Linked DNA regions of Zea mays: all the other regions are linked to region 3. Evidence: chromatin contacts called from public Hi-C data. All regions are on one chromosome and are shown on one strand. Each heading gives the region's core, a stretch centred on a gene start, on an enhancer-like site or on the middle of the called end of the contact. The rest is flanking DNA. Distances are from core to core; before and after follow the strand shown. Region 1 has its middle 49 kb from the start of LOC100502231. Region 2 holds the start of LOC100280666 (ATP binding protein). Region 3 holds the start of LOC100286370.

Evidence for each region. Hi-C and Micro-C count contacts between places; a contact is called where the count stands out from the background.
Region 1: a contact with region 3 is called in a Hi-C map of tassel, with 3 times the contacts expected there. The contact joins the enhancer-like site here to the promoter of LOC100286370 in region 3. A contact is called at or near these places in 4 of 25 Hi-C or Micro-C datasets (ear, leaf and tassel).
Region 2: a contact with region 3 is called in a Hi-C map of leaf, with 2.0 times the contacts expected there. The contact joins the promoter of LOC100280666 here to the promoter of LOC100286370 in region 3. A contact is called at or near these places in 3 of 25 Hi-C or Micro-C datasets (bundle sheath and leaf).

The regions. Positions count from the first base shown.
Region 1 is chr3:106,923,525-106,927,554 of Zm-B73-REFERENCE-NAM-5.0, reverse strand. No RefSeq gene overlaps it. Among protein-coding and RNA genes, the nearest start is that of LOC100502231, 49 kb to the right of the region's middle. Within about 2 kb of position 1,379, at least 15 of the 20 cell types and tissues checked have an H3K27ac peak or open chromatin away from gene starts, as enhancers often do. A contact at or near this core is called in ear, leaf and tassel, where this site is marked.
Region 2 is chr3:106,972,501-106,976,721 of Zm-B73-REFERENCE-NAM-5.0, reverse strand. It overlaps LOC100280666 (ATP binding protein), which reads right to left and starts at 1,372. Exons shown (of 13, transcript NM_001153584.1): 1 at 1,111-1,372; 2 at 859-994; 3 at 511-582; 4 at 333-404; 5 at 148-219; 6 at 5-76. The coding sequence starts at 1,276.
Region 3 is chr3:107,113,637-107,117,373 of Zm-B73-REFERENCE-NAM-5.0, reverse strand. LOC100286370 reads right to left here and starts at 1,910. Exons shown (of 4, transcript NM_001159257.2): 1 at 1,581-1,910; 2 at 1,277-1,459; 3 at 853-1,091; 4 at 163-741. The coding sequence starts at 1,874. The coding sequence ends at 495.

The DNA.
Region 1 (4,030 bases), core at 130-2,629, 190 kb after region 3:
ACAATGAAATATAAATATCATGATATGTTCATTTAAGAGCATAGTACAACAAAATACAAATGTTGTAACAATGCAATACAAATGTTCTCAGAGCATATTCATTAGGTTTAGAGCAAAACACAACACATGAGCACAATACAAATGTTTGATAGCACAATAGAGCAGTCCAACACAAATACACAATACAGTAGTCCAGCGCCCAGCAAGAACCGCGCAACCAAAGTCAAAGAGTGAGGTGCAAGAACTGTGCAGTCCAGCAAGATTCCGGTTTTCGGTTTAAACCGAAATAAAAAACCAAACACCGAAATAAGTTCGGTTTCTGCAGATTGGTAACCGAAAAGTAATCTGTTTTTTCGGTTCCGGTTTTTTCAGTTTCGGTGTTCGGTTTTCGGTGTTCGATTTTCGGTTTTTATGGCCAGGACTAGGCAACAGGGTGCGACGCGAGGCGGGGGCACGTGGGGTGCCCCAGTGTGTCAGCGCGGGGGTGAAGCCGTGGTAGCCTCAGATAGCCACCTTTCGTTCTTAATAGTAGTATTAATTAGATAAAAGAATAGTTTCTCATAACAATACATATACGCACATATGCATACAAAAGAATCTGAGATGTTCTAAGAATGTGTTTGGTTTAGCTTTCTGAACCAGATTCACTACTAAAAGTCTAGAATCCCAACCAAAATGTACACCATCAGAATTGAGCAAATTACAACTAAATTAGTTTAGCTTTATGTATGTCATTTTGGTGAACATAAGTTGTGTGGACCAATTAGTATTTACTATGTAACGTGAAATGAACAAATTACAACTAAATCATGTCATTTGTTCTAATTTTTTATGTAAAAACAAAAACCCGGTTTAAATGGGTGGTTTATTAGCGGTATTGAGCAGTTTACCGCTAGTTTTTCAGTGAAAAACCGTTTTGAATTTATTTAGATTTGGTTTGACTAAATCGGTCGGTTTTACCCATTTATGGGCGGTAACCGTTATCGGTGGGTAGCATTTTTTTTGACCCAAAATGGTTTAGTAATCCTTGTGCGCGGCTAGCTACTAGTGTTAATTGTTAATACTCCAGCAGCACACATGCACGGCATCCGTCCAATTTTATTGTATTTCCCTCTCGTCCCTCCCAATCGAACGAGTCCCACTACTACGCTTCATCCACCGAATGCCAAGCAGCGTATGTATGTAACAAATGATTGAGACCGTCGTTTTTGGATGCTTTGAAAGTTCACATTTGCTCCTCTTGATGTCTCCATCTGACGATGTCAACAACAATATGCACGCAGCAGCAGTCTGTCACCGAGTCAGTGACGTGCACTGTGCACAGCTGGAGTGACTTGCTGCATGCATGGTGATTAGCTCCACGCCGCCACTTGAGCCTAGAGCTAGTAGCCACTCACGGGCCGACCAGGACGCAGCCCACGCAAAAGACACGATCGAGCGGAGCGGAGAAGCCCTGCGGCGGCCTACGCAGAGACAACCTAAACAGTAGCAGCCCAACAGGTCCAAACCAAACCACGCGTGAAGTCGCCCATTGCTGCGGTGCTTAGTTCAACGTCCTATTTTTTTAGTTTTTTTTAATATTTACATTTAGACTATTGAACGTTTTAATTCTATTGATGCAGTGCTTCTTATAGTTCGCTGGTTCTCTTGTGACATGTTCTGGCCTTCTAGTGCAGGTGAATTGTGCTAGTAGCTAGTGCTCTTCATATAGTACTAACTAACCTACCAGGCTACCATCAGTTGATTCACGGGGGTTTCATTATTTTGAGGATTCAAGGTCTGGAGGGTCATATATATCAGTCCTCAAGAAAGAAGGTAGCTAACCATTTACAGTACTTCTCTTTGTGAGCACTGATACCTGCCAAATTTCCATCTTGTGCCTGTTCAACGTAACTCCAGCTCTGGAATGTGAAAGATGCATGATCGAAAATGTATGAACTACTATTATTTTCCTGAACTAAACACGAAAAATGTATGACTTATTATATTAGCCAATACTAGGGGCCTCTGTTGGTACCCCAATACTGCTGGGTCAAGGCGGGGTCCATGTGGCTATCAGTAGCCACGTGGTGACGAGCAGTCTACCCTCGATTTAGAGTCTAGTCCCGTCTGACGAGGCCACCAGCCATCGAGCCGGTGTCTCCTCTTGCCCCATTGGTGGGAGTACTTGGCAACTTCGACCATAAGTCTGGACCCTCACGGGTGGGTTCCAGACCTCCGCATGGCCCTACCGGATCCCTGGCAGGGGGAGGCTCGGATCTGCCAAATGTCCCTAGAATAAAACCACTCAGCCGCTATAGCCTTGGCCGGACTCCCATAGGACGGTCCCAGACCATTATGTCTGCCATCTGGACATCCAGCCAGGGGAGGTTTGGTGTTGCTGCGTGTCTGCGCCATTACGGCTAGGACCCGGACCTCCACAAGTGCCCTCCAAACCCTAGCTAGGGGAGGTTTGGGCTGCCACGCCTACATACATTCCAAGCTCCTGATCTCCGCTCAGGTAGAGATACGGTGCTGCCACGTGGCCTGTGGCCCATGACAGAAGCCACCAGGCAGGCGTAGCCTGACACGTGCCTCTAGCGTGGGGGCTGCTTGCATTAAATGCGAGTAGGAGGCATGTGCATTCCGTAGGGCATGGGCCGCGCTAGTAACCCACGCGTTACCGAGGCGTGACAATTGACTCCTCACATCGCGCATGAGCAAATCTCATCATGACTCATATTGTTCCCGCTACATAGATAGGCGAAGGAGACAGGCGGACGAGACAGGACGACAACGTTCATGTACCCCCCCATGATATGAACGACGATGTGCCAGGCTACTGTAACACCTTAAATCCATCAATTAAAATAATATATTAATAGTCATTTAAAACCTAGTATTGAGTAAAGTAGAAATTAAAATCAAGTATTTGATCTCATTTATCTTTAGAGAATTATTTTTGTTTGCTCATAATTGATTGATGATTTTATTCATAAAATTCCTTTTATGTGAAACCCAATTAATTAATATGGGAACTTTCGTCCAAAAATAAATATTTTAATTATAAACATTTTTTCTATAATTATTATGATTTTTGGCAATATTTAAAAAATATATTTATTTATATTTATGGGATATAAAAATAAAAGGAAAAAGAAACTCTAATACTCGGCCAGGCCATTTTGGCCAGCCGAGCCCATTAGGCAGCCCAATCGGCCCAGCCGCCACTCCCCCTCCTCTCTCTCACTGACGGGTGGGCCCCACCCGCCCCCTTCGTCTCCATCGCGCAGCGCCCTGGCCGGACCGTCCGCGCCCCGCCGAGCCGGGCCCGACGCCTCGCATGCCCGTGCCCGAAACCGCCGCCGGTGGCCCTTCGTCTCCCTCCCCCACTTCCTCTCCCCTCATGAAATCGTCGCCGCCATTAATGGCTTTGAAGCCGCCGGTCAGCTCCTCCTCTCCCCGGCTCTCCATCTCCCTCTCCCCCTCTATAAAGCCGGCCCTGCCGAGCTCGCCTCTCCTCTCGCCCGAGCTCGCCCTCTCCCTCTCTTCCCTTCTCTCTCTCGCTCGGCCACCATCGTCGCCGCCGGATCGTCCGCCGGACCATCCGCCACCGCACCGACCCCTACCCGTACCCCGGCCTCGCCTTGGCCACGTCCAGACCGTCCGCTCGCCGTGATCTCGCCGCCGACCGCCGTTCGCCGTGGACGACCTACTTCATTCGTCGATTCTTACCCATGCACAGTCCGAAAGCAAGGTCGAGGAGAGCACAATTTTTATTAAGATTTTCAATGTCATGTTTGAATTAGTTAACGATTTCGGTAATTATTTGTTTGAATTTGTGAATATTGTGATTTAGAAATCATGTGTATGTAAACGATTGATTTTTAAGTAGATGCGATGAACTAGAATATTATTATCAATTGTATGGTGAATGTTAATTGTTTACAAGTAGTTTAGAATATATGTTTAGAAAGAAGAATGACAGGATTTGGTAAACCACGTGTTAGTAATGAAAACATTAGATGAGTAACTTCACAATTAACTTTGT
Region 2 (4,221 bases), core at 123-2,622, 140 kb after region 3:
TTACAGAAAGCGCAGGTGAGTGAGGCTTCCGATCGAGGCCGGTATTGTGCCCCTCAGCAGATTGCTTGACAGGTCCCTGCGATTCGAACATATATTTTTTTAGAATCACAAGCAGGCAATGGGCGATGGTAATGTGTAGGACCATACAAGATGGTGAGGTGCACGAGCTCGCCAATCTCTGAAGGGATGCCTCCTTGCAGGTAGTTGGCTCTCAGGTAACTGAACACACACACACAGAGTTTTAAAAAAGAAATTAAAGAAACAAACACATTTGAACATTCTGCCGAGTTAGCTGAACAAATCGATGACAATGAACTAGCCAAGTATCTTACATTGCCCTGAGCTCGGTGCAGTTCTTGATCTCTGCAGGGATTGGGCCGTGCAAGCTGTTCTGGTGCAGAGCTCTGGAAAGGCGGAAAGCCCATTCGTGAACAACGCAGCAGCAGAAATAAAGACAATGCAGTTGGTATTCAGTGGAGGAAAACATTTGGTCGGTCAAACAGGTCTTACAGTCTCTGCAGCTTGTCGAGCCTCCCGATGCTGGGCGAAATGATGCCCCCGAGCTGCATGAATGGGAGGTTTCTGCACACAAGAGGCACGCATGCGCATGGGTTCATCAGTGGCAAAGAAAAGGAAAGCAGGGGACAATGAAGGAATCCAAGACGAAGGCATCGGTAGCCGAGCCACGAGTTCACATTTGGGGGAACATCTGATTCAAATAACCGAGACAAGAGGGGGAGACAACGAGAGGGAGAGAGAAGAAAAGGAAATATATGGAAATGGCGAAGATAAAGAAGAAGAATCTACCAAGCTAGCAATGGGAAGAGCAAGCAGATAAGGCGAGCAGAAGGAACGCACATGGATTGGACCCTGAGGTCAGGGACGGAGCAGGAGATGCCCTCCCAGCCGCAGGGGTTGGGGTCGCTGGGACGCCAGCTGGTGAGCCGCTGCACGGTGGCGTTGAAGGCCAGCTTGAGCTCCAGCAACGCCTCGCCTGGAGGCAAGCAAGCAAGGAACAGTGGTCAGCAACTCAGCAGCAGCACTCAGCAAGCAAGGGGACAGCGATAACGTCGCGGGGTTAACCGATAGAAATGAAGCAAGCAGACGTACCGTCTGGGGTGAGGGCAATGGCGGAGGGCGTGGAGGAGCAGAGGCAGAGGAGGGCGAAGGCCATGGCGACGAGGCCGGCGCGCAGGACCGCCTGTACCCGTCCCCCCTGGCGGCGTCCGCTGCTTCTCCCTTTCTTCTTCCTCCTCCTCACCTCAATATTGTCCATGGCGGCGGCGGCGGCTTCTCTCTCCTTGTGCTTGGGTGTTGGTAGGATTTGAAGGAGGGGGACGTGGAGTGGAGTGTGTGAGAGAAGGAGAAGGACAGAGGACTGAGCTGAGTGTGCCTTTATTATTACACTGCTCTGAGAGCTCTGACGGGAAAAAAGGCTGACCCGGATGGACGTGCTTCCCGTGACTTGGCCCACTGGCGAGTGGGTCCACATGCTGTGCACCTTCTTGGGCCCAGATGTCAGTAAGAAGCACGGGCCACGATGTACGGTCGATGAGCTAGTTTGTTTTTTATTTTATTTTTTTGTCCTCCAAGAGAGAAGGCATTGGGCTTGTCACTTGTGGAAGCCGTAGATTTTAAATCTTCGAGTACGTGCGCTTCAAAGAATGGTGGATACTGTGCGGGCGTGGGCACGACCCTTTCAGTCGGGACTAAAAAAGATGTTTTCTTTTCCTTTAGTCTCTATATTTAGCAATTTAAGAAATAAAAGTAATGGATTAAGATTTAGTCCTATGAAATCAGACAGCTTGAATTTGCATGTGATACATATAGATTTACTAGCCAGTTGTCTATGTTTTTACTACGGTTTTTATATATCATATAAATAGATACTGAAAATTTTATTTTAAATATAATTATTGTTTATTTTTAACTATGGTCTGATGGAAAATTTCTGGAGTAGAGGATATGGGTTCAAATTCTCGCTTTATATAATTATTATTTATTTCTAAACACTAAGGTATATGTGGCCTTATGATAGATGCGGGGATCCACAGGGCAGTAGCTCAGAGAACGCTGAGAAGGTGAGCGCGTGAGGCGAACTCAGAATGTCAGCGCCGGGGTGAAGCCGTGTAGCACCAATACCCACATTAGATTCGTAGGGATACAAATTAGTCAAGTAATTTTCATCAATTCACAGAGCCGACGAAATTTAGCATGGCTAGTTCCAAATTATGTGCTTTTATGCGTCAACTCACTGGTACGTGTGGTCTTGTGGTTAGCCCCAAATTTCTATAATAAAGATGTGTTCAAATACTCATTTTGCACTATTTTTTATATAATTATTGTTTATATATAATTATTGTTTATTTCTAAAAACTAAGGTATGTGTGGTCTCGTAGTGGCTGCGCGGGCACGGGTCCATAGGGTAGTAGCTCAGAGAACGCTGGGCAGGTGAGTGCGTGGAGCGGGTCTAAAATGTCAGCACCGAGGTGAAACCGTGTAGCACCAGATGCCCATATTAGGTTCAAAGGGAAATAAATTAGTCAACTAATTTTCATCAATTCACAGAGCCGACGAAATTTAGCATGACGAGTTACAAATTATGTGATTTTATGCGTCAACTCTCTGGTATATGTGGTCTGGTGGTTAGCCCCAAATTATAGAGTAGGGTGTGTGTTCAAATGCTCACTTTGCACTATTTTTTATATAATTATTGTTTATTTCTAAACACTAACGTACGTGTGGTCTGGTGATGGCTGCGAGCGCGGGGTCCATAGGGCAGTAGCTAAGAGAAAGCTGGGCTGGTGGGCTGAAAGGGAAATAGGATCAACATTTTCCTAAATGATTTTGGTGGTTGAATTGCCCAACACAAATAATTGGACTAACTAGTTTGCTCTAGATTGTAAGTTCTACAGGTGCCAAAGGTTCAACAAAAACCAATAAAAAGTCAAGAAAGGGTTCAAATGAAAAGAGCAAAAGACAACCGAATGCTGCCCTGGTCTGGCGCACCGGACAGTGTCCGGTGCACCAGGTGGATCAACTCTAACTTGCTAGCTTCGAGTTTTCGGGGAGACTCTCCGCTATAATTCATCGGACTGTCCGGTATGCCAAGCGAAGTAACGGCTACAGCGCTAACGGTCGTCTGCAAAAGGTGAACAGTGAGCTACAGTGCGTGGACTGCGCGCGCAGAAGTCAGAGCAGGCGCAGATGACGCACCAGACAGTGAACAGTGACTGTCCGGTGCACCACCGGACTGTCCGGTGGCCCCACTTGTTAGAGCTCCAACGGTCGAACCCTAACGGTTGGGTGACGTGGCTGGCGCACCACCGGACTGTCCGGTGCGCCCTTCGACAGCAGCCTTCCCAACGACCACTTTGGTGGTTGGAGCTATAAATACCCCACAACCACCATACTTCAAGGCATCCAAGTTTTCAGCCAACACATTCAATAAAAGAGCTAGTGCATTCAATACAAGACACAAATAGAGTGAATCAAAATCTCTCCAAGTCCCAATTCCACTCAAAGCAATAGTGACTAGAAGAGAGAGTTTTGCCATGTTCTTTTGAGCTCTTGCGCTTGGATCGCTTTTCTTCTTCCCCATTTCTTGTTCCTAAGATCTTTGTAATCAAAGCAAGAGACACCAATTGTGTGGTGGTCCTTATGGCAACTAAGTGTCCCAATTGATTGAGAAGAGAAGCTCACTCGGTCTAGGTGACCGTTTGAGAGAGGGAAAGGGTTGAAAGAGACTCGGTCTTTGTGACCACCTCAACGGGGAGTAGGTTTGCAAGAACCGAACCTCGGTAAAACAAATCATTGTGTCACTCTCGCTATTTGCTTGTGATTTGTTTTTCGCCCTCTCTTTCGGACTCGATTATATTTCTAACGCTAACCCCGGCTTGTTGTTGTGCTTAAACTTTATAAATTTCAGATTTGCCTATTCACCCCCCTCTAGGCGACTTTCAATTTGTATCGGACCCCGGTACTTCATTAGAGCCTAATCGCTCAAAGTGATGTCGGGAGCTCACGCCAAGAAGGAGATGGTGACCGGCGACAAGCCCGCCACAAGCCACGGGAAAGCTCCATCGGGAGAGTCTGGCAACAAGAAAAGGGAGGAATCACCTCCCCGCGTCAAGTCGCACCGAAGTGGCGACAAGAAGAATAAAATGAAGAAAGTGGTCAACTATGAGATCAATTCTTCGTCGCCTTCCATCTCCGGCTCCG
Region 3 (3,737 bases), core at 661-3,160:
CAGTACTTGGCACTCTATGTTCCAATCTTCTTCCAGATTATGCAGAAGGCGCCGCTACTGCATTGTGCATCAGTAGTCAGGATCCTTTGATGTGCAGTAGTCCTCACACTCGCACATCCCAAAAATATCGCTGAACGAAACAGAACAGAACAATGGAGAGGAGGAGGGAGAGCTGGAGAGCAGTCATTCTTGACAATTGACATCAACGAACAATGGACGCGACGCCCTTGAGCGACGAGCGCCACTGGAGACTAGAGCGTAGGCGGTAGTCCTGGCATCGAGCAAGTTTCCCACGCGAAGCTTGCTTCTGTCCACACCACACCTAGCTGCTGAAAGAACGAGAGATTGCTTCTCCTAAATCACCGAACGGGTCACAGCCACCAGCTGTGCAGACGAGAGAACGATCATGAGATGAGAAGCTAAGAGCAAATGCCTAGCTCACACTTTATTCAGCTCTTCAAGACTTCTTCAGTTCAGAAAGATTTCTTTACTGGCTAGCTAGTAAACCTGACGAGGTAGGAAACCATCTCCGAGTTCACCCTCTCGGCCTGCTCCTGCTGGAGAAAATGGTGGCCTTCGATGACGGTGACTTCAAGATCTGGAACGGTGGACTTGAACTCCGCGCTCTTGATGTACTCCCCAGTTCCAAAGGACTGGGCACCGATGTCCTTATCGCCAGCTATGAACTTCACAGGCACTGTAATCTTCGCTCCGTTCCAGGGTGCAAGGAGTCTCGAGTTCCTGCATGCAAAATTATATTACCACAACTTACGACCAGTGTAACCAGGCAATGGTTAATAAGACAGAAATAGTACGTACTAGGAAACAAGCTAATTAAGGTGAGGAAATTACGTCTCCGACATGCGGTAGTAGTTGAGGGGTCCAGTGAACCCGGACTTGTGAAACTTCTCAGCATACTGGCCCAGTTCTTCCTCGCTGATCCAAGGAAGTGGCGAGGGAGACGCCTCCAGGAAGTCTATGATCTCCACCCCAGGAGGAGCGGTGACATCATCTATTTCGATGGAGTAGAACTTTTTTAGGACAGTTGCGACATCGTAACGGGCGAATGCGCTCTCAGCTCTTCCAGCCTCCTGTAAATACGTATGAATCTTCAAACGCCATCGCCAAACGCTGTGTTTTTTCTATGGACTAATAATACTTAAATTATCGAAAACTCTCATTTATTGATATATATAGGTGCAAAATTGCTGGTACAAAATCAGGCGAAGTAGATAGCATGGTTGAGGGGGAAGATCATCGGATGAGCGAGCACCACCTGGAACTGATTTATGTAAAAGCCCTCGCCAAACGCCGCGAAGGCCTCCGTGATGGGGCGAGCGTGTGCGTGTCGAGCGGAGTACGGTACCCCCAGAACGACGGCGGCGCGCACCCGGTCCGGCCGGAACAGGCAGAGGAGCCACGCCGCATGCGCGCCCCAGTCGTGCCCCGCCACGAACACCTACAGATCCATCCGTGGCAGATGGCGGCGCCGGCGCGCACAGCACACAGTCACTCGCGATGGTGAGGCGAGAAACAAGAAGAAGCACGTACGGCAGGGGGACAGAAAAGGCGGCATGCACCTTTGTGAGTTGGAGGTGGTCGAGGAGCGCGACGACGTCGCCGACGATGTGGAAGATGGAGTAGGCGGCGGGGTCGGACGGCGCGGAGGAGTCGCCGTAGCCGCGGAGGTCGGGGGCTAGCGCACGGAACCCGCGGGCGGCGAGCGCGGCCATCTGGTGGCGCCACGAGAGCCAGAGCTCCGGGAAGCCGTGGAGGAGGAGCACCGCCGGCCCATCCTCGGGGCCCCGCTCGGCGACGTGGATGGAGACGCCGTTCACGTCCGCGTTCCAGTGCCGCACCTCGCCCGCGTCCATGCTATGCTGCATCTCTGACACGCGGGTCGCCTGTTTGGATCCTCAGGCTGCTATGCCGGTCAGTCAAAAATGTGCTCGCGCTGTCCACGTTGCACTGTAAAGAAATGGCCAAAGGTTTAAATCCGTTAATGAAGCAAGTAAATATACTCGCTCGGCCTTATTTTAACTGTCATTTTTCGTTTCTCGAAAAATCAAACATACTCTATTTTAATCAAATATATATATATATATAATAAAATACTAACTTTTATAAAATATAGTAATATTTATAAAATATAGTTAATATCATTAGGTGGATTATTGAATTTATTTTTCTAATAAATTTATTCTAATATATAAATATTGTTTGTATTTTTAAAACTAGTTAGTTTTAACTAGGTTTAATCGGTATATTAACTACAAAGATATTTAAATAGAAATAGATGGAATAAATATTTAGATTATTTTGTGAAAGTCGCTCTTCTGCACCACGTCGTCCTTTATTCAACGTTGACATCGACGTTGATTTTGGATCCGAGCTTTTAGGTGCAATTAAATTTTTATTTTTCGAGTAAGATGGAGCTCTCTTGTTGGACAAGGTGCAAGAGACAATTTGTTGACATATACATAAAATAATAGCACAAAAAATTCGGCCGGGAGGGTGTGACCACCCTCCCAGTACAATACCTAAGGCCGGCAGATAAGGCGCACAAAATCCTCTGATAGTTAATGGTCTCGAGCGAGAAAATCTCCAAACAATGACTCCATCACTAGCGGACCGTCATCGTCCACTCTGCAACAGTGGACCGTCACTACCCACTCTGCACGACCCAGCTAGAGGGTGGTGTGCAATACGTAACCCGGAAGCGGACAAGACATAGTGAGAGGGTTTTTTAACTACAGTCTTAAATTCGCTTCCATGAAAAATCGAACATAAGATCTGAGTTAGGGATGGCAACGGGTTTAAAACCCGCGGGTACATAGATTACAAACTCGTACCCGCGAGATTAATGTTAAACCCGTACTCGCACTCGCTACCCGCGACGGGTAGCGTATGTTACCCAAACCCGCTACCCGCGAGTTTATGGCATCCGCGGGCACAGTCATATAATAAATATTTATTAAACTGATAACACATAATAATAAATATTTATTAAACTGATAAAAACATGTACCAATCTTAGCCAAAAGTTCAACGAGTTCTCTGGCATCTGTAGTCTTCTTTTATATCATTTGATTGGCTCCGCCCGCTCAAATCTTTCGGGGTGGCACTAAATTGAGATGTATGTGCTCTACAGTCTACACAGACACACGCGAGTATGCGGGTTTACGGGTACAGATACAACATTTTTATGCCCACGAGAAAAAAAACCGTCAGGTTGAAAATCAAACCCGTACCTGTACCCACGGGTACAAACTCACACTCAAACCCGCACCCTCTATGGTTTTTACCCGTGAGCACGCGAGTAAAATGTGCCCGTTGCCATCCCTAATCTGAGTGCTGCTCAAACCACGTAACCAATTCAGTTAGGGACCTTTTTCGCTAATAGCACTAACAGTAGGGATATGTGACATATACATAAAATAATATCACTAACAGTAGGGATATGTGGAATTGTTGGCGCCAGCAAACAGTTTGAAGACTGACTTCAATTTCCATAAGACTGCAGCACTGTTTTTCGTCTATTTGGTACAAGTAATCAATAAGCTAGAATAATTTCATTTACGCACACTTCCTCCACTGCAGCTCAAACTTGACTATCTCCAGCAACTTACCCATCCTCATACCAATATTCAAACTCCACTACACGAACAGTGCAGTTTACACTGCAAAACGGTGCAAAACAGTGCTTTTAGATAAACTTTGGATAGACTGCTACAGAA